Linked DNA regions of Mus musculus: all the other regions are linked to region 1. A link is a contact called in public Hi-C, Micro-C and promoter capture Hi-C data. All regions are on one chromosome and are shown on one strand. Each heading gives the region's core, a stretch centred on a gene start, on an enhancer-like site or on the middle of the called end of the contact. The rest is flanking DNA. Distances are from core to core; before and after follow the strand shown.

What was found. Hi-C and Micro-C count contacts between places; a contact is called where the count stands out from the background. Capture Hi-C pulls out chosen DNA fragments and counts their contacts.
Region 2: a Micro-C map of granulosa cells shows a contact between it and region 1, with 2.5 times the contacts expected there. The contact joins two enhancer-like sites. A contact is called at or near these places in 2 of 39 promoter capture datasets (the C10 cell line and macrophages), 4 of 484 Hi-C or Micro-C datasets (CD8 T cells, embryonic stem cells, granulosa cells and 1 more), 10 of 115 datasets of contacts at active chromatin or transcription factors (acute myeloid leukemia, embryonic stem cells and memory CD8 T cells) and 1 of 9 other capture datasets (adipose tissue).
Region 3: a contact with region 1 is called in a Hi-C map of CD8 T cells, with 1.6 times the contacts expected there. The contact joins two enhancer-like sites. A contact is called at or near these places in 8 of 484 Hi-C or Micro-C datasets (the C10 cell line, CD8 T cells, bone marrow-derived macrophages and 4 more), 5 of 115 datasets of contacts at active chromatin or transcription factors (acute myeloid leukemia, embryonic stem cells, memory CD8 T cells and 1 more) and 1 of 9 other capture datasets (adipose tissue).
Region 4: a promoter capture Hi-C map of adipose tissue shows a contact between it and region 1. The contact joins two enhancer-like sites. A contact is called at or near these places in 2 of 484 Hi-C or Micro-C datasets (embryonic stem cells and granulocyte-monocyte progenitors), 5 of 115 datasets of contacts at active chromatin or transcription factors (effector CD8 T cells, embryonic stem cells and memory CD8 T cells) and 2 of 9 other capture datasets (adipose tissue and liver).
Region 5: a contact with region 1 is called in a promoter capture Hi-C map of adipose tissue. The contact joins two enhancer-like sites. A contact is called at or near these places in 2 of 115 datasets of contacts at active chromatin or transcription factors (effector CD8 T cells and memory CD8 T cells) and 3 of 9 other capture datasets (adipose tissue, liver and pancreatic islet).

What each region holds. Positions count from the first base shown.
Region 1 is chr5:31,599,472-31,604,924 of GRCm38.p6, reverse strand. All of the region lies in intron 2 of Gm38424 (a long non-coding RNA gene), which reads right to left. Among named protein-coding and RNA genes, the nearest start is that of Gm38424, 5.3 kb to the right of the region's middle. Within about 2 kb of position 2,319, at least 197 of the 459 cell types and tissues checked have an H3K27ac peak or open chromatin away from gene starts, as enhancers often do. A contact at or near this core is called in CD8 T cells, adipose tissue, granulosa cells and 1 more, where this site is marked.
Region 2 is chr5:31,846,389-31,851,841 of GRCm38.p6, reverse strand. All of the region lies in intron 6 of Babam2 (BRISC and BRCA1 A complex member 2), which reads right to left. Among named protein-coding and RNA genes, the nearest start is that of Gm52770, 150 kb to the left of the region's middle. Within about 2 kb of position 2,646, at least 7 of the 459 cell types and tissues checked have an H3K27ac peak or open chromatin away from gene starts, as enhancers often do. A contact at or near this core is called in granulosa cells, where this site is marked.
Region 3 is chr5:31,829,104-31,834,556 of GRCm38.p6, reverse strand. Babam2 (BRISC and BRCA1 A complex member 2) reads right to left here. Exons shown (of 12, transcript NM_144541.1): 6 at 3,398-3,472. Among named protein-coding and RNA genes, the nearest start is that of Babam2, 130 kb to the right of the region's middle. Within about 2 kb of position 2,801, at least 38 of the 459 cell types and tissues checked have an H3K27ac peak or open chromatin away from gene starts, as enhancers often do. A contact at or near this core is called in CD8 T cells and memory CD8 T cells, where this site is marked.
Region 4 is chr5:31,769,265-31,774,717 of GRCm38.p6, reverse strand. The region is part of intron 3 of Babam2 (BRISC and BRCA1 A complex member 2); the gene reads right to left. Among named protein-coding and RNA genes, the nearest start is that of Babam2, 74 kb to the right of the region's middle. Within about 2 kb of position 2,652, at least 4 of the 459 cell types and tissues checked have an H3K27ac peak or open chromatin away from gene starts, as enhancers often do. A contact at or near this core is called in adipose tissue, where this site is marked.
Region 5 is chr5:31,465,338-31,470,790 of GRCm38.p6, reverse strand. Zfp512 (zinc finger protein 512) reads right to left here. Exons shown (of 14, transcript NM_172993.3): 3 at 5,158-5,345; 4 at 4,455-4,559; 5 at 4,116-4,199; 6 at 3,345-3,469; 7 at 2,551-2,637; 8 at 335-433. Among named protein-coding and RNA genes, the nearest start is that of Zfp512, 16 kb to the right of the region's middle. Within about 2 kb of position 2,735, at least 57 of the 459 cell types and tissues checked have an H3K27ac peak or open chromatin away from gene starts, as enhancers often do. A contact at or near this core is called in adipose tissue, where this site is marked.

The DNA of each region.
Region 1 (5,453 bases), core at 1,070-3,569:
CACCTCAACCCAGTCACAAAAAGTAGCAAGCTCACTCACTCACTTGGAGACTTGTGGAGCTGCATGAAGAAGAAAAGCTATAACCGCTTTTGCCCTGGGGCTTGGTCCCTGTGACAGTTCTGTAAATGCTGAGTCCCAGAAGCAAGAACTGGGTAAGGGAAGCCAGTCTGTCTCCAGCCACAGTGGGAGCAGGCACCCTTCACTGCAACTGCCCTAATCCTCCCAGCAGGTGCACAGTGGTGCTCTCCTAGGCTGTCGCCATCCACAGGACCCTGCAACATCGGATCCAAACAAGGATTGTCACAACAATCCACATCTATTTCCTTCTGCCTTTGCTAGTTTTATGTCAACTTGACCCAAGCTAGAGTCATCTGAAAGGAGGGAACCTCAACTGAGAAACTGCTTCCATAAGATCCGGCTGTAGAGCCTTTTCTTAATTACTGATTGATGGAGGAGAGCCGAGGCCATTGTGGGTGGCGCTATCCCTGGTTTCTGTATGAAAGCAAGCTAAGCAAGCCATGAGTGAGCAAGCCAGTAAGCAGCACTCCTCCATGGCCCCTGCATCAGCTTCTACCTCTAGGTTCCTGTCCTGACTTCCTTTGATGTGGAAGCCTAAGCCAAATAAACCCTCTCCTGCCCAAGTTGCTTTGATCATGGTGTTTCATCACAGCAGTAGTAATCTTAACTAAGCCACCATCTCTTTGGAGGAAGCAGCTTTTAAAGATTCAAATGGCCTAAATGTAATCTGGTACTCAGCTAGAAGGGAAAGCCAGGGTCCTTGCTTCAACTAGTGATCTGAAACAAAAGGAGGCAAAGCCTTTGGTAAGAGAGAGAAGTGGGGTCCTTCTCCAGCCGGATGCAAAGCCTTTCCGAAGATGCTGTCTATGACTCGTGCTGGCTGGGCCAATTCAGTTTGGTATGTGGAGAACTACACGGTTGCCTCCACGTAGGTTGCAGTTCCAAGAGTCACTCATGAGCTCCGGACTTAAAGGTTAATGAGATAAAACCATCCATAAATCAGGGTGATGGCTGACACAAGAAGGCCCCCAGCTCCTGCCCCACTGCACTAACACCATAATTGCTCTATTTCAGGCTGTCCAGATGATCACATTTGATTGCATACCCCTGTATGTGAACAAGTGTATAATCATAAAATGTGCACTTAAATTATAAGCTACCTTGCTCAAGGCTTCTTTCTAAATTTAGTTATTCGATGCCAAGGAGAAAAGGGGCCAATCATATATTAACCAAATTAATCATCTCAGAATGAACTGACTTGGGGAAAGATTTAGAAGTGAATTTTCCCACACAGGACAGAATTCTATATGTTACATTCAACATATATGTTCTAGGTGCTGCTGAGATGGCTCAGGGGGTAAAGCGCTTACTGCTCTTGCTCAAGGAGCTATATCTGAATGCCTATAAATAATAGTAGTAATAATAATAATGATAATAATAATAATTCCAGGCATATCTGGACCCCTAGCACTGGGCATGGGAAGATACAATAGATCCTAGGAACTTACTGGTCAGCCAAATTCTGTGTACCTCCACAGCTTCTTTTCTTTTCAGTGAAAGTCAGAAGATAGCATTATGAAGTTTATTCTCTCCTTCTACCTGTATCTAGGCCTCAGAAATTGAATTTAAGTGATTGCTACACTATTGTGGCAAGTGCCCTTTACCCACTGAGCCATCATGCCCCATATATATATACATATATACATACATACATACATATATATGTACACACACACACACACAAGCATGCACGCACATCTAAGATACACTGGACTGAAACATCACCCCAGCTACACGTGTGTGTGTGTGTGTGCGTGTGTGTGTTTGTATGTGTAATGGAAAAGAGAAAATGACACATAGCTCATTTCTAATGGCTAGATGTGTCCTTAAACAGAAAGTGCATTCCCCAAGGTGTGTTTTGAAGCTGTTGGCACTACAGAAGACATTTTTGGATCTGACACATTCTGATCCCTCTGGCTGGATCCATTTCCCCCTGGAAGAACTCCTGGGAAGCATGATCTAGTGGGAGCAGGTCCTCCAATCAGCCTGTCCCCTTCTGAACACCCCACTGCATGTGTTCCCAGCAGACATGGCTTCAAGTTAATGAAGTTGTGAATGAATGCAGGTGAATCCTAACAGAGAAATTTAGAGGGTCAGAGGGTGAGCCCCATTTCAGTAATAAAGACAGCAAGAAGAGGAAGCTGAGACCTTTCAGAGAGCGGAGTCTTACAGCTGCAGCCCAGGACAGCCCAACCCTGCTGGCCTTGCCTCTGTCCTCAAAGAACAACAGCAGCTTTGCTTGGCCTGTTGCATCAGCTGCTACACTCCACCCTTCCCTTCCCCACCCCAGGAAGTGGTAAGGAGAGTTAAGTAACAGCCTGTGAGGCAACCACTTGGGGCAGCTGGAAATCTGGGGGAGGCTGTCTCTCTCCTTCCAGCCAGGCTCCACCCAACAGTCTCTCTTTAGATTCAAATCCATGGAAAAAGAAGTGCTCAGCTGCCAGAGTCCTCCCCACTCTCCTGACATTGCTTCATCCCTGGTACCCACATGGTAGAGAAAGAAAATAGATTCCTGCAAGTCGTCCTCTAGCCTCCACATGTAGGCCTGTGACATCTGGGGGTGATGTGCAAACACGCACATGCGCGCGCACACACACACACACACACACACACACTAAACAAATAAATAAATGTTAAAAATATTTTAAAAGGCTTTTTAGGACTAGAGGTATGGCGCAGTAGTTAACAGTGCTTACTACTCTTGCAAGACCCTGGTTTGCTTCCAACACCTCATCAGGTTGCTCACAACTCTGGTTCTGGAAGAGGCCAGAAGAGGGAGTCAGATCTCCTAGAGCTGGAGTTGCAGGCCCTTGTGAGCTGCCATGTGGGTGCTAGGAATTGAACCCAGGTCCTATGGAAGAGCAGTCAATAAGTATACTTAACTGCTGAGCCATCACCCCAGCCCCATGTAACCCTGCTGTCCTGTCTCTGACTCCTCAGTGCTGGGACTAAAGGCATGTGCCCCACAACTTTTTCTTAATTAAAAGAAAAAGAACCTATGACAATATACTTGACTCAAAGGCTATATTAGCTATCATTACACACAATTTCTCTATTTTTAAATTATTATTATTGTTATTATCATGAAGATGTTTGCTGAGATAGGACCTTACTCTGTAAACAAGACTAGCCCCTGATCACACAGTAACCCTCCTGCCTCAGCCTATTAAGTGCTGGGGTTACAGGTGTTCTCTACCATACCCAGTTCATGTCTTTTACTGATATACATTGCTGTTAGTCAGGTTCTAGAAGGCTTGAAAGCCAAGGATGGGCTCCTCCCTCATCATCAGCATCTTGTAAAGTGAGGAACCAAAGCTGCAGAACTTAGATTACAGGTTAGAAGAGCAGGCCCGGGTGGAGCCATGACATTCTGAAACTGTCCAAACGACCATACGATTACTATCTAGCTAGAGGTTTTCTGGTAAAGAGCAAAGGCGTACTAATTGTCCCTTCAGAGCTAATCCAATTGAGCCTGTCAAACACCTAGATAAGGAAATGCCCTTAGGAAGCTGTCTGTTCCAGAAACTGTAAGAACGAGCATAAAGCCAACCTAAAATGTAGGTTGAAATACTGGTCTCTCTGGGCATTGTCCAGCTCGCCCCCTCAGTGTTTCCCTCAACAATGGTCTCTTAGCCCCCTCTCACCTTCTCCGTGCTAGATTCTATCTTCTAGGTTGAGGTTTGTGCTGCTTGTCTGATTATGTTTGTGGGCATGCTTGTGCTTGTCACAGGCACGTATGGGACGAGAGGACAACTTTACGGAATCATTTCTCTCTGTGTTAATAGGGATTCCAGAGATTTGAACTCACATTGCTAGGCTTGGGTTGCAAACATTTACCTGATGAGACATTTACCTACCAGCCCGTTTTCTAAATTCTTCCTACATAGATCACCAGACCCAGGGAGCTGAGGGGATCCCAGAGTGAGATCTGAGTTAGAGTCCTAGCTGGTATTCTTCTTGCTGGGTGAAACATGACTTTAATCCCAGCACTTGGGAGGCAGAGGCCAACAGATCTCTGAGTTCCAGGCAGGCAAGAACTACTTCTTTCACCTGTGAGATCAAGGGCTACCAATGTCACCTCAAGAACTATGTGTTTGAACTTTTTCTACATTCTGGGAAACTTGGGCTGCAAGCTCATGGATTAGACAGAGATGTGCAGCACTTGCAGGTCTGTTGAAGGTCATACTCTCTTTGAGCCCCTTCTGAGAGCTGAAAGCCTCTCCAGACTTGAGTACTCAACCAGGTTCTCTTGCTGGTGATTCAATTTCTTCTAACCCCCTTTCTGACTCTGCTCTATACATTTGGGGTTTGGGGAAGGAGATAGCTTTTTGAGGCAGAGTCTATATATCCTAGGTTTGTCTGGAACTCATTGTTTCCTGTGTGCTGAAGATGCCCAGCACCAGAATCCACTGTGCTACCTCCCTCTGCCCCTTGCTCTACCTTTACAATGCATTCCTTCTTAAGTGTTCCTAATTGTCTCAGAAGGACAGGAAGCATCCTTCCTTCCTTTTAGGCAAGTAGACCTGAGGCTTCAAGCTGTTGGCTGAATGCTAGATTTCCTCAGCGTCCTGTGGACACAGTGCTACCCACTGTGGGGTTGGCTCCAGGGCTCATGTGAAGCCAGTAGGAGAGCACCTCAATGTGTCAATGTGTCCCCACTAGTCACAAGCCCCTGTAGAGCTGAGTAAGCCACCCTGGCACCCCCAACCCTTCTCAAAGGAACAACAGTAAGTAAAAGAGGACATGCGAATTAGGCAAGCCAGTGCTGCAGAACAAGGAAAGTGCAGGAGCTCAGAAAAACCATAATGAGGTGGCCCTGTGAGCAGGAGCAGCAGGCAGACTGGGAGGGTGACTGGAGCTGGCTCAGCAAGGGGCCCAAAGCAGCGGACGGAGATCCAGACCAATGTGACCAAATCATCTTCCACTTTGTGTAACAAAGTCATATGTGTCAACTAGAACACAGTCATGTGTTAATTGGAACACAGTCATATATGTGTCTCCTAGAACACACCTGTGTCAACTAGAATACAGTCATGTATGTCAACTAGAGCACAATCATATACGTCAACTCAAAAGTTTCCTTTTTTCACATCCTGCCCCCAAGGAAGAAGGTAAAAAAGATGGCTGCCACAAGATTTGACATTTTCAACTGTTTCCAAGAATGGAAAAGATCCATAAAAAGGAGTAGTCAGAAGCAGGATGTGGTAGCCACACCTTTAATCCCAGCATGTGAGGCAAAGGCAAGTGGATCTCTGAGAGTTTGAAGTCAAGCTTGTCTGAATAGGGAATTCCAGGCCAGCCAAAGCTGCATAGTGAAACCCTGTCTCAAAAACAAGCAAGCAAGCAAGCAAGCAAGCATAGTCATGGGCTGCAGG
Region 2 (5,453 bases), core at 1,397-3,896, 250 kb before region 1:
CACCACAATTGAGGAAAGGTGGTAAAGGGTTGCACCATTAGGGAGTTAAGTTAAGAACCGGGGTCTTATGGTGTTGTAGAGCGACCATAAACTCTCTAATCTTCCACTTCACACTCAACCACTATGTTTCCTTCCACAGAATTTGAGCTCGATGGCTTCATAAACTTCCTCATACTTCAATTCCTCCTGAAATAAACAATATGTAGGGCTATATCTGACAAATAGAAATATTTGAACCAAGTTGACGTGGAAACTTCTGGATTCTTTGTAAGTATATTATGTCAAATGATGTTTTGCTGGGGCTTACAGGTGAAAAGATGTTTTGCAAAAGCAGACACATGAAAAAAATGTTTTCCTGAAGCACACACAAATGAAAGGATGTTTTTCTACAGCAAACATGTGAAAGAATGCATGATTTCGGAAGGAATATAAATATAAACCCCCAGAGAATGGGAGCCAGCATTGGTTCACCTTACATTGCATTGCTGAGTTTCACCTGTGCTGACTCCATAGGAAGAAACTCACCAAAGAACTCCTCCTGAGCTTTCTGTGGCTTATTGTTGCTTCTGTGGCCTCAGGCTGGCTGGTGAGCCCTGAGGTTTTTCTGGGTTGAACTGCCCTTGTTAGTTCATATGTGATGTCTGCCAAGAGGACTAGACTACAGCTGCTGATTCATATTTGGTGTCTACTTCCCCTGGGCCCTAATAACTTTTCTTTCCCACTACCTCTGGTGGATGGTAGACTAGAGGGGAGGTTGAACCCTTATTCAAGTAGGTTGAAAAAAAATCTATGCCTACACTAAGTACAAACTGCAATACAGAGTGTTCCAAATCGAAGCAGAAAGAAATAAAATGCAAAGCCCAGGCTCAGTGTTGTATTTGCCTAGAGTACACACACCCCCAACATGAGTGGCTGAAGGGACAGGTGATACTCAGGAACTCCCAGATCCCAGGGTCCATTGTTCCACCCACCTTCTTTATACCCTTGTAGTCTAAACATATATCTGCAGCTTCTTTGACACGTTTAACTGAGTAGTATCCTAGTCCTCTTAAGTGTGGGCTGGACCAAACTTCTTTTCTCTGTTTTGTTTTCTTTTCTTTTCTGTGTGGCCCTGGCTGTTCTGGAACTCACTCTGTAAACTGGGCTTCCCTTGAACTCACAGAGATCTGCCTGCCTCTGCCTCCAGAGTCAATTAAAGGCGTATGCTGGGATTTAAGGAGTGTGCTGAACCTGGACTAAGATAACTGTATTTGCTGCTTCCCCACCCTGCCCTGCCCACCACTTTCTGTACTGAACTTCTGATGTAGTGAACAGAAGAAAACCAAGGGCAATGAGTTCAGACATGAGCCCATTAAAGGCCATGCAGGGAGTCCTCACTTAACCTTCTCCTCCCCTCCTTTCCCTCCTCTCCTCTCCCTCCCCTCCTCTCTCCTCCTTTCCTCCCCTGTCCTGTCCCCTCTCCTCCCCTCTCTTCTCCTTCTCCCCTCCTCTCCCCTCCTCTCCACTCTTCAATCAGTTACCATGCTATTAAAACAATCAACCTGCTGATGGAGAGGCCTGCAGTTGGGTCAACAACCATTAGATCTCCTGACAAAAGACATCATGAAAATGGGTCCTCTCATCCTAAAAACACTTCGAATGACTAAAAGTGCCGCCATTAAAACTGGCTGCAATCACAAAACAGGCCCACATGGAACCTGGCAGCTAACCCACAGCAACTGGGTTGTGATGGAAGCACACAGTTTTAAGTCAGGAAGTAATAAATTAAAGTATACTGATAACTAATATCCTACTTACTGACAAATGTTTAGTAAGAAGAATATTAATAGCTTTAGATATACATCTTTGCAATAGTATTCCTATACAGTATACTAAAAAAGTAAACACGTTTTTATTTTGTTGAATTGCTGATATAACTGATGAGCACAGTGAAAACAGACCTTATTCACTGTGTGTGTGTGTGTGTGTGTGTGTGTGTGTGTGTGTGTTTAAAGTAGAATCCCCAACTCATATCACAGTTTAATTATTAAATGCATGGGTGAATTCCTTTCCAAAGATGCCCCTGCAGCATATTTTTTACAATAATACAGAATTCACAGCACTAGGCTTCTCAAGCAAAACTAGGCAAAGCACATGTAGGTGCCATAATTCCTTAAAACCTATACATTCAGTGTTGCACTGCATTTTTTTTTCCAGAGCTGAGGACTGAACCCAGGTCCTTGCGCTTGCTAGGCAAATGCTCTAACACTGAGCTAAATCCCCAATCCCCCGTTGCACTGCATTTTAAGGCCTCTGTTTACAGCTGGGCATGGTAGTATACACCTTTCCTAGCACTCAGGAGGCAGAGAAAGGCACATGTTGATCTCTAAGTTCAAAGCCAACTCAGTTGACATACTTATAGGCTAGCCAGGATTACAGAATAAGGCCCTGCCTGTCTCAAAAACGAAAACAAAAAAATCATCTTATCTTTCTATTGCAAAATAAAGCACAAACATGGAAAATTATTTTTTTAATAAAACATTCTACCAGATTAGTAAAAGACAAGTGTCCTTGGAAAAAACCACCCAAGTCAAGGACTTTGGCCAGCAGCCATAGCTGTATACAAGAAAAGTTGCCCATCCCTTATCTAAGAAAGGAAAGAACCAGCTGTCTAGACTTAAGAAAACAAGGGGCAAGTAAAACTGAACCAGCAGTGGGAAGACCTCTTAAGGCACAATCTTATAACTAAAGTTCCTACAGCTGCCAGTTGTTGTTGCTTCTGGGGACAAGCCAGAGCAGCAGTCACCATCACAGAGCAGACTCTCAATGTGCAGCTAGTATCTCTTTAGAAAATTAATTTAGCCAGTCTGTTAGCCTATGTCTTCTTATTGGGGAATTGAGTCCACTGATATTAAGAGATATTAAGGAAAAGTAATTGTTGCTTCCTATGATTTTTGTTGTTAGAGTTAGCATTCTGTTCTTGTAGCTCTCTTCTTTTAGGTTTGTTGAAGGATTACTTTCTTGCTTTTTCTAGGACGTGGTTTCCGTCCTTGCATTGGTTTTTTTCTGTTATGTTCACCACCCTTAATCATCAGGGAAATGCAAATCAAAACAACCCTGAGATTCCACCTCACACCAGTCAAAATGGCTAAGATCAAAAATTCAGGTGACAGCAGATGCTGGCGAGGATGTAGAGAAAGAGGAACACTCCTCCATTGTTGGTAGGATTGCAAGCTTGAACAACCACTCTGGAAATCAGTCTTGTGGTTCCTCAGAAAATTGGACATAGTACTACTGGAGGATCCCACAATACCTCTCCTGGGCATATATCCAGAAGATGTTCCAACCGGTAAGAAGGACACATGCTCCACTATGTTCATAGCAGCCTTATTTATAATAGCCAGAAGCTGGAAAGAACCCAGATGCCCCTCAACAGAGGAATGGATACAGAAAATGTGGTACATTTACACAATGGAGTACTGCTCAGCTATTAAAAAGAATGAATTTATGAAATTCCTAGGCAAATGGATGGACCTGGAGGGCATCATCCTGAGTGAGGTAACCCAATCACAAAAGAACTCACACAATAATGTACTCACTGATAAGTGGATATTAGCCCAGAAACTTAGAATACCCAAGATATAAAATACAATTTGCAAAACACGTGAAACTCAAGAAGAACAAAGACCAAAGTGTGGACACTTTGCCCCTTCTTAGAACTGGGAACAAAACACCCATGGAAGGAGTTACAGAGACAAAGTTTGGAGCTGAGACGAAAGGATGGACCATCTAGAGACTGCCATACCCGGGGATCCATCCCATAATCAGCCTCCAAACGCTAACACCATTGCACAGACTAGCAAGATTTTGCTGAAAGGACCCTGATATAGCTGTCTCTTGTGAGGCTATGCTGGGGCCTAGCAAACACAGAAGTGGATGCTCACAGTCAGCTATTGGATGGATCACATGGCCCCCAATGGAGGAGCTAGAGAAAGTACCCAAGGAGCTAAAGGGAACTGCAACCCTATAGGTGGAACAACATTATGAACTAACCAGTACCACCAGAGCTTGTGTCTCTAGCTGCATATGTATCAGAAGATGGCCTATTTGGCCATTACTGGGAAGAGAGGCCCTTTGGTCTTGCACACTTTATATGCCCCAGTACAGGGGAAAGCCAGGGCCAAGAAGTGGGAGTGGGTGGATAGGGGAGTGGGGGGGCATGGGGGACTTTTGGGATAGCATTGGAAATGTAAATGAAGAAAATACCTAATTAAAATAAAAAAAGAAAATTAATTTAAAGGCCAGAATATAACTTTAAAGCGAAAAAGTGTTATCACAGCAGCAATACTTACAAATGAATCAGTTTTCTGCTTCGTAGGTTTTCATTTTGCATGGCTTTCTCTCACACTCCTAGTGAAATTAATCTGCCTTAATGTGCTCTGTTATTATCTAATAATGAAGCACTGCTAGTGTGCTAGTGAAGTAAATAAAGTAACTTGAACTTTTAGCTCTGTGTCATCAAGTATGGGTTATCTACAATTATGGATTGCCAGAGTGCCCTAACATAAATGTCAGTCCCTTGTGGTAACTCCCAAGCATGTGGGTCTATGGATCAATTATCAGGTCAATATTAGAGCACTGGGGTCATTTAAAAGGATGATTCTGAAAAATGGTGACTAGTAGCCTCATGCTGGTATCCAGGTTTGCAACATCAGGCATGATGACAAGAAGACTGAATCATTCTAAAATTATTGTAGGCCCTTGCCTAATGCTATTCAGCTTGGAAAACAGATCTTGCACAGCTTTAATGAGGCTTGTGAACCTTGCTCTTTCATGATAAAATTGTTAAAAGGTAGCAGTAAATTTTCTTGGACAGACTATAATACACTTCTAGTGAGACAGCTTCTGGATTACCCACCTTGTCTACAAGACAACAGATACACAGAATCATAAATACCGAGTACCAACCCGGGGCCCACCCACTGTCAAGTGGCTCACTGAACTCATTTAGAATGAGCAGGGGGTAAGATATGCTTCTGACACTACTATTGGATCCCAGACCAAAAATCCTGTTTTGAAGTATTTTCATCATTCCAATGTGTCTGAAGCTGGAAGGACTGTCAGGCAATGAATACAATGCTAACAATGCTAGGAACTGATTCTTATTCCTGCATGCAAAGATGCCATGCCTGTTCTATAAGGAGCATCTAAGGCAAATGCCCGTGGTAGAGAGCACAGCCTAAACAAGATGCACTCTGGGTTGAAATCCATGCCATACCATGCTTATGGCAGACAAACAATAATCTTGGGTAACCATCCTGGCTACCACCTTCTCTGAGCTAATTTTTCATCAATCATATGAAGACAACAGTGCTCTATTATATGAGCCAAGTTTGTTCTGACTAAAGCTGATAGGAGCCTAACTCACCCTACAGAAAAGAGAGAGAAAGGACACCTATTACAAAACTCTGAAA
Region 3 (5,453 bases), core at 1,552-4,051, 230 kb before region 1:
CTTCAATACCCCACTCTCACCAATAGATAGGTCACTGAAACAGAAACTAAACAGACACACTAAAACTAATAGAGGTTATAAACCAAGTGGATTTAACAAATATCTACAGAACAATTCACCCTAAAACAAAAGGATATACCTTCTTCTCAGCACCTTATGGCATCTTCTCCAAAATTGACCATATAATTGGTCACAAAACAGGCCTCAACAGATACAATAAGTTTGAAATAACCCCATTCATTCTATCAGATTACCACGGACTAAGGCTAGACTTCAAAAGTAACAAAATCAACAGAAAGTTCACATACCCATGGAAACTGAACAACTCCCTACTCAATAATAACTTGGTCAGGAAAAAAATAAAGAAAGAAATTAAAGACTTTCTAGAATTTAATGAACACAAAGAAACAGCATAGCCAAACTTATGGGACACAATGAAAGCAGTGCTAAGAGGAAAACTCATTGAACTAAGTGCACTCATAAAAAAATTGGGCCGGGCGGCGCACGCCTTTAATCCCAGCACTTGGGAAGCAGAGGCAGGCGGATTTCTGAGTTCCAGGCCAGCCTGGTCTACAGAGTGAGTTCCAGGATAGCCAGAGCTACACAGAGAAACCGTGTCTCGAAAAACCAAAAAAAAAAAAAAAGAAAGAAATTGGAGAGATCCTACACTAGCAACTTAAAAGCACACCTGAAAGTTCTAGAATAAAAAGAAGCAAACACAACCAAGAGGAGTAGATGGCAGGAAATAATCAAACTCAGGCCAGAAATCAACCAATTGGAAACAAAGAAAATGATTAAAAAAAAAAAATCAACAAAAACAAAAAAGCTGGCTCTTTGAGAAAATCAACAAGCTAGATAAACCCTTAGCCTGTGTATCTTGGATACACAGAAACAGTATCCAAATTAACAAAATCAGAAATGAAAATGCCTGGCCTGTCCTCAGTGGGAGAAGATGTGCCTAATCCTGGAGAGACTTGAGGCCCAGGGAGGCAGGAGGTTTGGTGTGGGGAAGCATCCTCTTGGAGACAGGAGAGAGGAGGAATTTGAATACTTCATATTGAATTAATGAAAAAATTTAGTAGGAAAATTAGAATCTTTTCTTTCATTACAAAGTGTAGGTTTTAGGAAAACAATAGGAAAAAGACGATGCACTTTTAGTATTATATTGTTAGGGTTAGTATTTCACACAAAACAAATAGTAAAAATAAGACTGTAGAGCCAGTTTTCACTCTAACAAATTTAAGAGCAGTATCTTCTAATGATTGACTCTTTCTTACAAGAAAGAGACAAGTCATACCTGACTATCTTTGTGGGACTGGTTCCATGACTCCACATGGATGCCAAAATCTGCCTGAGAATTAGGTTTTTGACATAAAATGATAGAGTATTTTGCCTATTATATATGTGCATCCTCCCGTAGACTTCAAATATCTAGTCTTACAAATAACTGCTAAACCATATTATGGAGTAATTATAACCCTCCTCCAACAAAGAACCTGTACACACTCAGTAGACGTCCATTTTTTTCCAAATATTTCATCTTTGTTTGGCTAAATTCATGGATTCAGACACAGAGCCTGTCACTACATGGTCAGATGTATATAATTACAAAATAATCTTTCTTTGTTGAAATACTATGATGAATAATCACACTTCAATGATTAGTGGCCTCTCTACTGTCCTATGGACCACAATTTCTCCCTACAAGCACATCAAATAGGGTAGAGAACTGAGCCTGAAAGAAACAGACTTGGAAGGTCAATCCACACGAACTGAAACCTGTGAAAGGGCGGGCTAGTGTGCTGCTGTGCAGACAGACTCCAGAAGCAGAGTGCATTTTTCCCTTTACTTTACCTGAGTTTGTGTTCAATTTCTAGCGCTTGAAAATAAAGAGTAGCAGCTAGAAAACTGTTTTTCTACTGATTGAGTTTTTACTTGAGTAATTCATTTATCTAAGCCCTTGACTTAGCTCAACCAAAGTAAAATTCAGGGTTTTAAGTTAGATATTATCATGTTAAGAGCCATTTCCACTTACAATAAAAAGTGAAATCATATCATAGAATATTTATTAAATCACACATCCTAACATCAAAAACTCCATTAGTAAGTGTATTTGTTATCATTGGTAATATGAACTTAAGAGTAGATGGTGAGTTACCTTCCATAATGCAATGAGGCTCACTGCTGCAAATCAGCAGGCTGTCTTATGCTATCTCAGTGCTCACAAGTTCTGCTTCACCAGCTAATTATTGGGCAAAGTGAGGCAACCTGCTATCATCATGACAAAGCATATGCTAACCCCAGGAGCTCAAAGAGTTAACTTTATTTGTATTCCAACAGAAACAGTTGCAGACCTAAGAATTAGGTGTTAGAACATCCAAATATAAGCAGCATGCCAAGGAGTTCCCAATGCAAATGCTCTTCAAAGAGCACAGCAAGTTTCTAGCCATTACTAGAGTCTGGCTGATATTACTAATTTCTTTTCCCTCAGCAGTTAAAATCCAATCAGTTCTGGAACAACATCAAATTAAGAAGGCAAAAATTTCAGCCTGGCAGTGGTGGTACATGCCTTTAATTCTAAAACTTGGGAGGCAGAGACAGGTGGATATCAGAGTTCCTGGCCAGCTAGGTCTACAAATTGAGTTCTAGGACAGCCAGGGCTACACAGAAAAGAAACCACAAAACAATACGGCAGAGACATTTAAAGATTAGACTGAAACTAAAGAAGGACAGGCTGAAAGAACTGAGGGCAGCCTGCCAAGTCTTAAATCCTCACCTGAGTAGGCTGGGCCTCTGCCTTAGCATTTCCTTTTCAGAACTTGCTCTCTGATCTATGTGGTTTCTTTCACTAGCCACAAGTAGTCTTTTGAAGACTACCTCTTCTCTATGGAGCATGTAAGGAACTCTTTCAAATAGCTGTTCCCTGGGCCTCTATCTCACTTTAACAAATGCTATATATACTGTTCTAATTAGTTTAATGAATCTCTGAGATAGCCCAACTTTGAAGGTACCTGAGTTCAGTTGCTGACATAAAGAAGTTGAAATGCCTTTTAAGCATTTTTAATATGTAGAATGCCTTGGACAAAATCTATGAGTCTTCCATCCCAGTAAGATTACTAAATCAAACTGATTTTCCCAAGTGTAATTTATTTACACTACTAATGTATAATCACCTTGAACAAAAACCTCACGCCTAAACAACTTTTAAGGTTAGTACAGTAGCTGAAGAAAACAATTCCAACGGATTTTCCTGCACTAAGCATCTTATTAGAATTCACTATCTGGAACAAAATAAGAAGAAACAAGGCATACAAATATTGAGCTAAACGATCACAGTATTCGTATTCTCTTATTTTATTCTGATTTGCATTCTCTTATTGATAATACATAGTTTTACCTTGAGAAGGTATGTGGGAATGTTGCTGAAATCTACTGGTAACTTCAATAGAAAACGAGCTGAAAATTCACCAGTCTGTAAGGAGAAAAAAGGATTAAAATATACAACAGATTGATAAGTAACAATTATGTCCAAGAAAAAATTCAATATACAGACAACTCCTATTAGGGTTTCCTAACACAAGACAGAAAAATAAGGTTGGAAAGTAGGATAGAATTAAAAAGAATCCTTAAACTATTAAAGGGGCACAGTTTTAATGAAAGAACTCTTCATTTTAATGCATGAAAACATTTTAAAGTAGTATTGGGTTTTTAAAAAAAATGAAAAGAATACATGAATGGATATTATTTCTCAAAAAAAAAAAACTGAAATAGGAAGAGACCACCTTGCCCCTGAGACTTATCTGCTTTCCTAAGCATTCATACCATCGTCCTGACTCTGTAACTTACCACCATGTATGCTGACATCCATTACAGGATGTGTGCAAGTCCATACAAAGACCAAACTTCCTCTAACGTGGAGCAATACATCAATATAAACCCAGGAAAGTTTCTAATCTCTTGAAAGTTCACAAATATTATCAATTAATATTTTCAGTAATTAGAAATTTAAAACACTTAAGCTATAAATAATAACTCCAGTTAATTGCTTTGTGTATGTGTGTATATGTGCATGAGTATGAATGTGTGTTTATGTGTGAGTGTGTGTGTGTGTGTGTGTGAATGTGTATGTATGTTTATGTGTGAGTGTGTGAGTGTGTGTGTGTGTGTGTGTGTGTGTGTGTGTGTGTGAGAGAGAGAGAGAGAGAGAGAGAGAGAGAGAGAGGGTGTTTTACCAGGGAACATACTCAGGGCTTCATGCACTCAAGGTAAGCACTGTTTCTAAGCAAACTATTCAGTGATCTCAGGATTCCAAGGCCTCTATGCAAGCAAAGGCAACAAAGCTATGTGAGACCCGGAGTCTCCCACCCTCTCTCACTGCAAGCATTTAGCGTGGCTTGAAATTTTGACACAGTGAACTCCAATATGACATGTTTGATAAAAAAAATATGCTAAAACTACTTCCAATAATGGTTCTTTCACTAGCCTGCCCACTTGGCCTAGAGACACATACTAGCTAACATATGACTTGTCTCTCATCAGAGGCACTTCTATTTGTAATAGATGGTAAGTACCAAAGAGACCCACAACTGGTCAAGGTACAGAGATTCAAAGATTATAGAACACCCATCCCTAAATCAGACACCTATATTGTAACTTCCCTTCTCCTAGGGTTCATGGATCATTGCAGAAAGGGAGATAGAAAGAGTGTGACAACCTGAGGTTGTATCTTCTGGACACAGCAAAGCAGCTGCACAGAGGAACTCACAGCAGCTGTGACAGCATGCATAAGGCCTGTGCCATCTAAAGCCAGATGAACCCCAGCATAGAGAGAGGGGCTGGGCATGGGTTCCCACATTTAGTCAAGGAACTGTCTACAAGTAACAGCTGCTGGGAGATATACTGGGAAGGAAAGTATAGCTCCCATAAGTCACTGCCTTTCACAGAAGGCCACACGTCCAAGGACACAGGAGTAGCACAGACTGACTTCATTTGTGGGAGGAAAAAACCCACAAAGCTGGGAGGGTAAGGAAGTGGGTGTGAATCTAGGAGGAGTTGGAGGAGAGGTGACAATGGCATATATAATATTTGTGTGTGTGTGTGTGTGTGTGTGTGTGTGTGTGTGTGTGTGTATATTTCTGTATAGTATATACAAGTATGTAGTATATAATGTTATATATTGCAATATTTATGTTTACTATATATACATAAAGAACATATTTTTCTCAGAGAACATTTTTAATATTTAATCTCTCTCTATCCTTTTATACTGTTATCACTCAGAACTCACAGTATCATTTTTACCTTCCAATCCTTCAAAAACTCAACCAAACAAACTCCTAAATCATAACTTTAGTCACAGAAACATTCCCAAATAATTTTTAGGAATGGATGGATGAGCTACATATAAGCTGTGCACACCTTCACGGATGGCCCCACGGGTCTCACCACTCTCT
Region 4 (5,453 bases), core at 1,403-3,902, 170 kb before region 1:
ACACATGATGGATAGATAGTTGACAGCTTAGCTCTGCCAATACAGAGTAAGCTAGTCCTTGATAATTCCTGCTTCACTTAAGGTCTGTCAGAGGTTTCTTGGCCAGAAGACTGAAGACAGATGCCCCAATGTTATAAGAAATAGGGAACTGTCCAGGCAGTCAGTTGTCTCTACAAATTGTTTAAGTTTTTGAAGCTATGTTTTTGTGCTTCTTATATATTCAGTTAATATTTAGTTTGTTCTCAGATCTCTGACTGGCTTGAAGACTAGTTATTTTCTCATAATCAAACTTAGTTTATTAACACTAAGGAAGATGATCTAGATTTGAAAGAATAGTTTTCAGTAATGCAAGTTAAAATCAAAACATAATTCAGGTACAGAATTGTAAACTCTTTAAGTTAGGACATATGTTAGAGTAATGAACCTAAATTGAAAAACTGATGGACTGGACATCATTGGTGTATATCATACATTATAGTTTACATAACTGCTATAACTATGTTCCGTGTATATCTGAGAGAAAAAGCCCTTTTAGTGGACAAAAAAGGGGAGAAATGTTGTGGATTAGGTCTAATCCTGCATGTGTTATGTTAATCTGGTCCCCAAAATTGCATGGGAATCTGCACATCCACACATAAGACACTGAGGGACCCTGCCTCCAGTTGGTTTTGATTGGTAAATAAAGTTGCCAGCGGCCAATGGCTGGGCAGAGAGACAGAGACAGGACTTTATATCCTGGGCAAGGAACTGAGGAAGGAGCAGGAAGGGAGACAGCTGCTATGCCAGGAAAGGAGTAGAAGCCACATCTGGGGTGTGCCAGACAGAGAACACAGCCATCATGTAGGTGCTGGGGAACTCAGCCTGAGAGGGTTGAAGGTCTGGGTCTGGGACAGCCAAGATGGAATACAGGTTTTAGTAAGTTATAACTCAGGAATATCAGAGGGGAGTGTTTTAGCCATGTAGAGGTTTGGAAGTGGCCCAACCATTGAGCTGTTTAAGCCATTTTAAAATATAAGGCTGTGTGTGTGTGTGTGTGTGTGTGTGTGTGTGTCTTTCATTTGAGAACCCAAAACATTGGGGCAGGTATCAAGGAACACTGCTGACACCACTGGGACAATTTGAATACAGTTATCTGGGTTCAACAACACTCTGCTATCAATTACCAATTTCTCAATTGTGGTTCCTCTCCCCAGATAACTCTAGCTTGTATCAAGCTGAGAAAAAGAAAGGCCACCCACCAGGACATCACCTTTACAATATCCATAGATCAATATATCAGTGCCTCTTGGAGGAAAAAAAAAAAACATTTAAACAATAATATCAACTCAGTAATTTTCAACCTGAATATGGACCCCAAAGATATCCTCATTAATATGTTGAAAAGCTTTGTCAAATAACATTTTGCCTACAAATTGGAAGACATCACTGATGAGCAATAATTAATATGGCAATGATTTTATTGTACAAGGCGTGTTTTGTCCTGAAGGACTGTGTCTTTTCTGCTATGAAAGAAAACGGACTATAAGGAATTACATCTGAGGAGTATAGTTTTCATGTACTAGGCACTGAAAATACATTTGTAGAAAAAAAAATGAAAATAGGGACAACTAAACGTGGGCCATCTCCATGTCTTTGTTCTTCTTACAAGACCTCCTCTCAGCGCATCCCTCTCTCCAGACTTGGCATTTCCACTATGGGAGCACCACAAGGTACAAATAATAGTGTGAGTCACCCGTTTGGACTCACTGGCAATAACACCAAAGAGTAAAATGGAAACAAATGAAATTTAATTTTAACTTTTTTATGTGTAAATTTGCTTTTTAGATGTTACAAAAGTTGCATTATCACAGATATACCTGTGTACAATATCACCAACATGAGGGCACAGACTAATTCTTTCTCCAGAACAGCCTTCCTCCAACCCTTTATGACTAGACTTTGACACTTCCTCTTCCTCTTTGACAACAGCCTCTGCTCTCCCCCTTGTCCCTTTAAAGTTACTTTTCCAGAACATCAAACAAATAGAGTTACATGGAAGCTTTCATCTGCGCTTCTCTCAGTTAGCTTTAAGACGTGCAAGATCGAGCCAAACTCTTGCATATGTCAATAATTATTTCTTCTTCAGAGTCCTCAGTCATGTCCTGTATTCTGGGGGATTTACTTACAAATGGTGAGAAAGATGAGGTAGAGGGTGTTTACTCTTCCCTATCTTGAACAGATAATTAATCCCAATGGTTAAATTAATATATATATATATATATATATATATATATATATATACACACACACATATATATATACATACATGAAATGAAACAATATAAACAATATAAAAGTAGATAATCAATATAAAAAGATAATCAATATAAGAGTTATGAGATATATGACTTTTTTTTTTAAATAATAACACTTCAGAATCTGCCATGTATTTCACACATTACATTTCAATTCAGACTGGTCACATGTCAGCGTCTATTGCTACACATGGCAAGTAGTAAGACCTGGACAGTACAGGAGCAAACCCTGAGGCAGGAGGAAGAACATAAAGGGATGAAAGAAGGTATGAGAGAAAAGCCACCCAGCTTTCCATGATCAGTTCCAGCGAAATGTGCTCAGTCCATCGGCCAGTACATTCTGTTCTCTGCAGTTAGCCCTTGGGAGGCCAAGGCAGGAGAACTGTTGTCTTAGGCCAGTCTGGACCAGAGTAAGACCTTGGAGAGATGAGGAGAGATAGAAACATACCTATAAATCACTTTCTTCCTTAACTTTCTACACGGATGCTAAATACCCTGTTAGCAACATTCTACACAGTAGTCCCTAACTAATTTAACAATACCTATCCTATCTCCATTTGGTAAATAATAATTAATTATAACAATAAAAAATTTTTTTAAAAAAACAGATCTTTTAGCAGTTTACAGAGTCAGGGTTTCAGATGCATGCTTGCAATGCAAACAGTTAAGAGGTGAGGCAAGAGGATCACGAGTCCAAGGCTAGCGTGGACAGTTTAGCAATATACGATCTCAAAGTAAAATGAGGACTAAATATCTCAGTGACAAAGCACATGTCTAATGTCTATCAGGCCCAAGGTCCTGGCCCGGGACAGGCAGAGAAAAGAGAGGACAGTTTCCAGAAAACTAAGCTACATGACCCTTAGGTGTGTCTGAAAGATTCTACTACGTCACTGATTCTAAGAAATTCAGCCTAATGAATGGCACAGAATGACCTGTCCTCAGATATTAAACTAAGTTTTAAGTGAACTTTTAACCCCTATTTTTGTATACTTATTTCAAGGCATAAGATAACAATATTCTAAACCAACTGCTAAAAATTAGCATTACTTTAATAAGCAATGAATATTCTCCTGCAGAAAGCGTTAGTCTTTGTAATCTCCCAATGCATATTCAGAAGCTGTCTCATTAGTGCCATCTATTACCAGCTCTTCTTTAATGACTGTGATGCAACTGACCTCATTAAAAAAGAAAAGAGACTGTCTCCATCTTTTATGATGGCTGTAGTCCTAAAAACTAGTTAAGAATTAAATCTTATTTTCAAAACAAATGAATCTGGGAGAACAAAACTGCAGGAAAGTGGCAAATGAGATGTTGCTGCTGTCATCTTCTTTATGCTGTGCTAAGGATCAGGGTGAATTTGGGTTCGTGTCCACTCTCTGAAACATGTGGCCTCAGGGCTACCTCTGGACTACTCCACACTTTCGTCTCCATTTCTATAAGGTAAACATTGCTGTGAGAGAGATCGAAAGGATGGCTACATCTCCTTACCTTTATTCTTTTCTGAGGTGGGCTCTCACTATGTAGCTGAGACTAGCATCAATGTCTAGCCCTTCCTTCCCACCTCAGCTTCCTGAGTACTGGGATCATGCCTGGCTAATGGTCTAATGTCGATCACAAATAGGGAAAAGGAAAGTCATGCCAAGCAGCTCTGCATCTACAAGGAAGAAAGAGAGACATCGCCCTTCAGTAGACTCTGAAAACAGTCTTGAAATGGAAAGCAACTGGGGGTGTGGGGGAGGTGGGGATGGCAATCAAGTGCTCTGTGCCTAAGGAAAATAAAGAAAAGGAAAATGTAAATAGAAAAATCTACATTAAACTGATGGGATACAGGGCTTTTTTACTCATCTCTGAAAGAGTCTTCATTTATAAATCCACTCAATCACTCAAAAAATATGAAGCATATATATATATATACATACTCTGGTAGGCAGTATCAGTGACACAGAAAGAGTTAAGAGACTTCGCCCTCATATTAGTGAGTCTTATTTTCCTGTGACAACCTATCTGGGAAATTGGCATAAAGAAGGATAGATCATGTCAGGCCTATGCTTTCAGGGGTACAGTCCATGGTCAGTGGGATCTGCTGCTTTAGACAGCAGCGAGAGAGACAAGATGGAATGGTACAGTGGAGAAAGCTACTTGCCTGTGGGAACTAGTAAGTGTACTGAGCCAGAAGAAAAGGGTCTATAACAAGAGAAGCCCTTCAGGGTCACCACTGCCAGTAGGCTCTGACTCCAGATAGGCTCTCCAACTGTTACCTCACTGACACGTCAACTCACTGTTGATCCGTTCACTTCTAAATAGCACCACAAGCTGGGGACCAAACCTCAACATAGGAACCTTTTAAGAAACACAGGATCTTCAACCCTATAGGTGGAACAACATTATGAACTAACCAGTACCCCGGAGCTCGGACTCTAGCTGCACATGTATCAAAAGATGGCCTAGTCGGCCATCACTGGAAAGAGAGGCCCATTGGACATGCAAACTTTATATGCCCCAGTACAGGGGAACGCCAGGGCCAAAAAGTGGGAGTGGGTGGGTAGGGGAGGTGGGGGGGAGGGTATGGGGGACTTTTGGGATAGCATTGGAAATGAAAATGAGGAAAATACCTAATAAAAAATATATAAAAAAAAGAAAGAAACACCTCATACCATACCAGACAGTCCCAATACACCTTGGAATCTGAGAGATTTTATCTTAAGACAAAAAATATTTAAAAAAAAAAAAAAGCTATAAACAGACAGAAATAAATTATTTAAGATGGGACAATCAGAGCATACTAAAACCACCCACCAAAATATTAGTAAAGGATCATATGTGATCTCAAGGTCACTTCATAAATTACTAATTAAGGAGAAAGCATCTTTGTATTGGAAAACTTTGGAAGAAGCCATCTAAATTGAAGCACGTGGTCAAGCACTGAGGGGAACATCATGATCTGCTACAAGCGTGTGACCAAATGTTTCACCTAAATAAACCCTGCAGGGAAAAACCCCACATCAAATTGAGAGAGAGCCAAGAGAGCTACAAGCTTGGACTCTCTAAAGCTGCCAACATTGTATGGAACAAAATACAAGTTTAAGATATACAAAGTACCCTAGATGAAAGAATATTAACTAGATATAGCAATTGGTACTGTTTGATCACCTCCAAGGA
Region 5 (5,453 bases), core at 1,486-3,985, 130 kb after region 1:
CACCTACTCCAGGTCAGAACTTGAACTGTGACCCAATCCCACCCTGATATTATCTAGCCAGCAACATTGATCTCCTCACAGAATGAGCTCCTGACAATCATCTTCCTCACACTAAAGGATGGTAAAGAAGCCCCTTCGAGCAAAGAGGACGATGGGGAATATACTTGTGGAGAGGAGAAAAAAATAAAGAACTGCAAGACATCTGGAAAAGTAGGTTCCACCCTATGCCACCAGGGGGCAGAGGAGCAAGAAACCTGAAAGGGGTGAGCAAGGGGAAAGAACAACAGGAAGACAGACCTGAGACTCCAGGACAGTCTGCCGCCTCGGCTCTTACCTCACGCATGCACCGGAGCTTTCCCATTCTCTTTAAAACTGTTCGCAGCCTCTCCCTCTCACTTGGCTCATCTACTTCATCTCCTGCCTTCAAAATTGGCTGGAGTCAAAAGAAGCAAGTAAACGTGATCCAAGGAACAGAAAACAAAACAGCCCCCTCCAGAGCAATCAAGAAATTAACTATGAGCCATACTGACGCTGTTGAGTCTGAGTTCTGGCTCCATTTTCTGGATGGCATGAAGTAAATGCAATGGATACCTGAGTTCTGACCTCTTACCCCCCCACCCCCACCCCCAGTAGAGGAGAACTTAAACACACAAGTACCTATGAAAACCCAGCTCAAAAATTCCATCCTGTGCTATTCCAGCAGTGAACAGTCTTACATAGTTTCCTATGACGTGACAGAGCCAGAGCCAGCTTCACTGAACTATCTGTACTAAGTAAGAGCTACCCAAACACAGAACCCCAGCTGAGATGGAAAAGCTAGTGATTTGCTAGCTCCTCTCCCTGCATCTTCATGCCAAGATCCACAGCAAGGATCAGCAGCATGAACTGGGAAAGTATTTCCGGATGGCCTGCTGCCCTGGCTACAGCTTGTTTGATCTGGGCTTCCAAGCAGCGTGAAGGAGCACCAGGTGTGGGTGTGCGACAGTCTGTACGTCCTATGCTACAGCACCAGCAACAAGTGCTCTGAATGCAGCCACTGGGGCTGGATGGGAGGTCCTCACCGTCCAGCCTACAGTCTCCGAGATGCTTTTCTCAGCAGAGAAGACTCCAGTGGTGGGGTGCTCTCTCTACCCACCCCCAAGAATTCCTACCCAGGAGGACTTCCCAGATGTCATAGCTACAGCTGGGCCTTAGGTCTCCTATATGCCAGCCTTCTGCCAGATACTCCATCTTCCCCAGGTTCCACAGAGCTCCCCTCAGCCCTCGAAGCCTTCTGGACATTTCTAGTCTCTCACTTGACACAAGGATACCAAGATGGAGGTGGCATGGTAGACACAGACAAACCAGGCCTAGGATACTTCTTTCTTTTGCTTTCTTTTTTTAAAGATTTATTACTTTTCTCCCAACCTAATATTTCTATTGATTATTTGGGAATTTCATACAATGTATCTGAATCACACTCATTTTCTGTCTTTTGCATGCACCATCCTCTAATCTGCTAGAGATGTCTTTGCTGTTTTCACTAAGCTGACATGATGCCATTGTTACAGTTCCCACATCCTCATCCTGCTGTTTCTGGGTCTCCAGTCTGTAAGTGGAACTGTTGCTTGTGAGTGTATTTCCTTCTGTGGATAACTGCTCACAAGCTCTTTAGGGGCCCCAGCCTATTGTCCCCATTGTTACCCTTCTGAGGAAAAAAGAAAAAAAATTCATCATTTCAGACAATCACTATGTAGCCCTGCCAAATGGCCTTGTATTAGCTATCCTCCTGCCTCAGCTTTCTAAAAGCTGGAACTGTATAAGCCTGTGCACTGTGAAACCTTTTAACTCTCTGCTTCTTGCCACAGTTTTAATATTCCTTTCCCTGATGATCAAAAGGTTGACATTCTCACATGTTAACTGAGCATGCAGCTAGGTAGGTACAGTGCTACACTTCTGTAACCCCAGTCCTTGAGAGGTAGACACAGTAGGATTAGGAGTTCAAAGTCAGCCTCAGCTCCACAGGGAGTTTGAGGGCCAGCCAGGGGTGCAGTAAAATAATACACACAGTGATCATAGGCTCCTGCGTGTAAGAAAGCTGAGGCAGAAGGATTGCTGCAAACTCATGGCCAGTCTGCAGTTGTGAGTTTCAAGCCAGCCTGGACTATTGGGCAAAACCCGAGGAAGAAAGAGAGGGAGGGAGGGAGGAAGGACAGAAGGGAGGGATTTTTACATCATTTCTGGTGATCATGAATTATACAGCAATAAACCTGGGGTGCAAGTATCTGATACAGTGGCTTACAGTCTTTTAGCTATGTGCACAGGAATGGTTGTTCTATTTTTGGCTTTGAGGGAATCTCCATACTGACTTACATGGTGGCTCCATCAATTCACAGTCCCACTACCAGTGGATAAAGAAAAGTTTTCCCCATATCCCTTGCATTTTTAAAAATTAATTAAAAAACGTTTCCTTTAAATAAATATGTATTTGTGTGTTTGTATGTATGCATGCATGTGTATGTGGATCTATAATCATCACACAGGCTCACAGAGAACACAGGAAACTCTTACCAGACTATTATGATTGGCCATGACGTGATACTTCATTCCGGCCAGTGAATGAAGTTGTTTCCCACAATGATGGCAGGTAAACATTTCCTGAAAGGAAAAAAGGTCAGTGCTCAGTGCCTGAATGTTCAAAGGAGAAACAGAAAGTCACAAAACACCATAAGCTGAGCTAGTCACTAGCACGCGTCACTACTTCCTCATTGTGCTCTGGCTTGAACCTGATGTTGCCACAGGCTTGTGTGTGGAACACTGGGTCCCTGGCTGGTGTCACTGTTTTGGGAGGTTGTGGAACATTTAGGAAGGGGAGAGGTCTGGCTGGTGGCACAGGGTCACTTAGGAGCAGGCCTCTGTAGGTTATGACCCCGCTTCCCTCCTGTTCCAGTACTGATTCAACTGCCCTGTGAGAAGCTCTGACCCAAGTGCATGGTACCTGCAGATGAGTCAATGAAGCCAGTTTGGTTCCCTGGCCACTGAAGGGCTTCTACCCTCCCAAACCCTGATGTAAAGCAAGCTCCTCCCTTTAGCTCTTTGGGTCAGGTGTCTGCGCACAATGATATACAACGATGAACACATTAAAGCAGTTGTCACTTTTTTCTGCATTCCATGTATACACATTAAAAATGCAACTAGTAGTACAATTAAATAAACATGCAAACCCAAGCCTGTACGTGCAAAGTCTGTTTTCTCTACCATTCAATGCTACCCCAAGTTAGCTATAATAGACTGCACACAGTACCAGAAGTCTATAGTTTAGAAAAAAAATCCTAACAGTCATGAAATGCCACAAAATAGCTAACCTGTTTGCAGTTTTCCATGTGTTTCTTTAAACCCTCTATGGTCTTCCTCCCCACTGCCTGGCAGGTAGGACAGGACACACTGCCTTTATCCATGATCTCTAAGTACCACTTTTCCTCCATACTGCCTACAGTGGAAAGAATGGGACACTGTAATCTGCAGCATTCTTCAGAAACAGACAGCTTAAGTCCACAATTGAGGGCAATACTGTAAGTGGTTTGATGACGATGAACACACTCTTGCAGTACATGGCTTCCAAACATAACTTGTTTCCATTCACTGTAGAGTTTCAGAAACTTCGGCCCACATCCCCATGAAATAACTCATCTGTTCACTCCCAAGCCCAGTGGAGTGAATCAGAACTAGGGACAACTTTCCAGATCATGATGTAAGAAAAAGATACTGAGATAGGCAAAACTGCTATCTGAGATTTTTTTCATGTGCCCGAGACCATGCTAAATGTCTTTATGTCATTTTAAATTTCATTGTTGTAATGCTTTCTGTCTACATACAAGGAAACCCAGGATTGTACAAGGGACAGACCTAGGCAGCTCAGAAGGCATACAGTGCCGAAACTTCAACATATGTGATCTTCATGAAGTGCAGGCGAGGCTTGGTGATAGATGCCTGCCCATTAGGAGTGAAGTGCTGGGTTCAATTACTCACAGAGACAGGGAGAGAAGGGAGGTAAGAAAGAGGGAGAAATAGGTGACAGCCTCAACCGGCACATCATCCCTCACAGAGATAACACGAATATTCAAAGAGATAAGTACCTGCTGCATAGACTGGCGGCTCCTTCCGGACCCGACGAGCCTGGGGTTTGGGGTGAGGCTGAGCTTTAGGCCGCTGCTTCCTCCCTACATAAGATGGAAACTTAGAAATCTCGCAAATCCCTTCTCCTTCTATCCCGTGCAGTAGGCCCCACTCCCTCAACCTCCTGACCTTCCTTCCTTTCCACAGGACTGAGCGAAAGGGCACGAGAAGGCAGGGGAAGGTCATTCCCTCACTCAAATTCTAGGGTCTCCAAAGCCAATCAAGCCTCCAATGCAAAGGCGTTTTCTCTACAGCCTTAAAGGGTGAAGCTCGGTCTCCCATGGAAGGACAGACCCTACCATACAGCTTGTGCTTCTTTTGAGGAAGCTCGCGATAGTCTTCATCTTCTTCTTGCTTGACGTTCCTCTTTCCTTTGGCCCTCTCCTTTTCCTTTTCACCTGCGCCTGACATCCCACACAACAACAAAGCATTCTGTAAATGGTCATTTGGGCTTGCCTTCAAAAAAACCTCATCACAGTACCACAAGGCACAGATCACCACAAAATGCACCCTCACAGAACAGCCTGGAGAAACTTGGTGTGAATTGTTTTTGTTTGTTTGTTTTTTGTTGTTGTTGTTGTTGTTTTTTTTTTTTTTTTTTTTTTTTTTCGAGACAGGGTTTCTCTGTGTCGCCCTGGCTGTCCTGGAACTCACTTTGTAGACCAGGCTGGCATCAAACTCAGAAATCCACCTGCCTCTGCCTCCCAAGTGCTGGGATTAAAGGCGTGTGCCACCACTGGTGTGAATTGTTTTTAATCCATGGAGTCCCCTCTTCCCTCAGAAACCATTAGATCTTCCTTATGCTTAAATGGGTCTACAGAAGCAGCACTCAACAAAGACAGCTATAAATCAACCACTGATGGTGACTCTCTGGCATACATTGCCACGATAACCCATTACCCAGCCCTCACCTCACTACTGATAAACAACCATACCATACCAAAATATCAAGCACACTAGATACACTCTCCTGTCTCAGAGCTGAGAATCTGAAATGGATACCTTCAACCTGTGAAGTGGCAGCAGGCTTGATTCTTCTCATCTTCATCCAGTAGGTAGATTTTCGGAGGGTTGCTGTGAAGTCACTGACTGGTTCACAAGAGGAGGCGGATGACGAGCCACTCAGGGAGTCCTCATGAGGGATGGTGTACTGGAAACTGTTATCCTTTATGGAGCACTGGGCCCTATTACTGATACAACACAAAGTCATGGACCACACAGGAGAAGCTGGAGACATTTCCTACTAATTTTTCTCATATTGTAAAAATACAACCAAGCTAATAACTTGTGTAAAACTA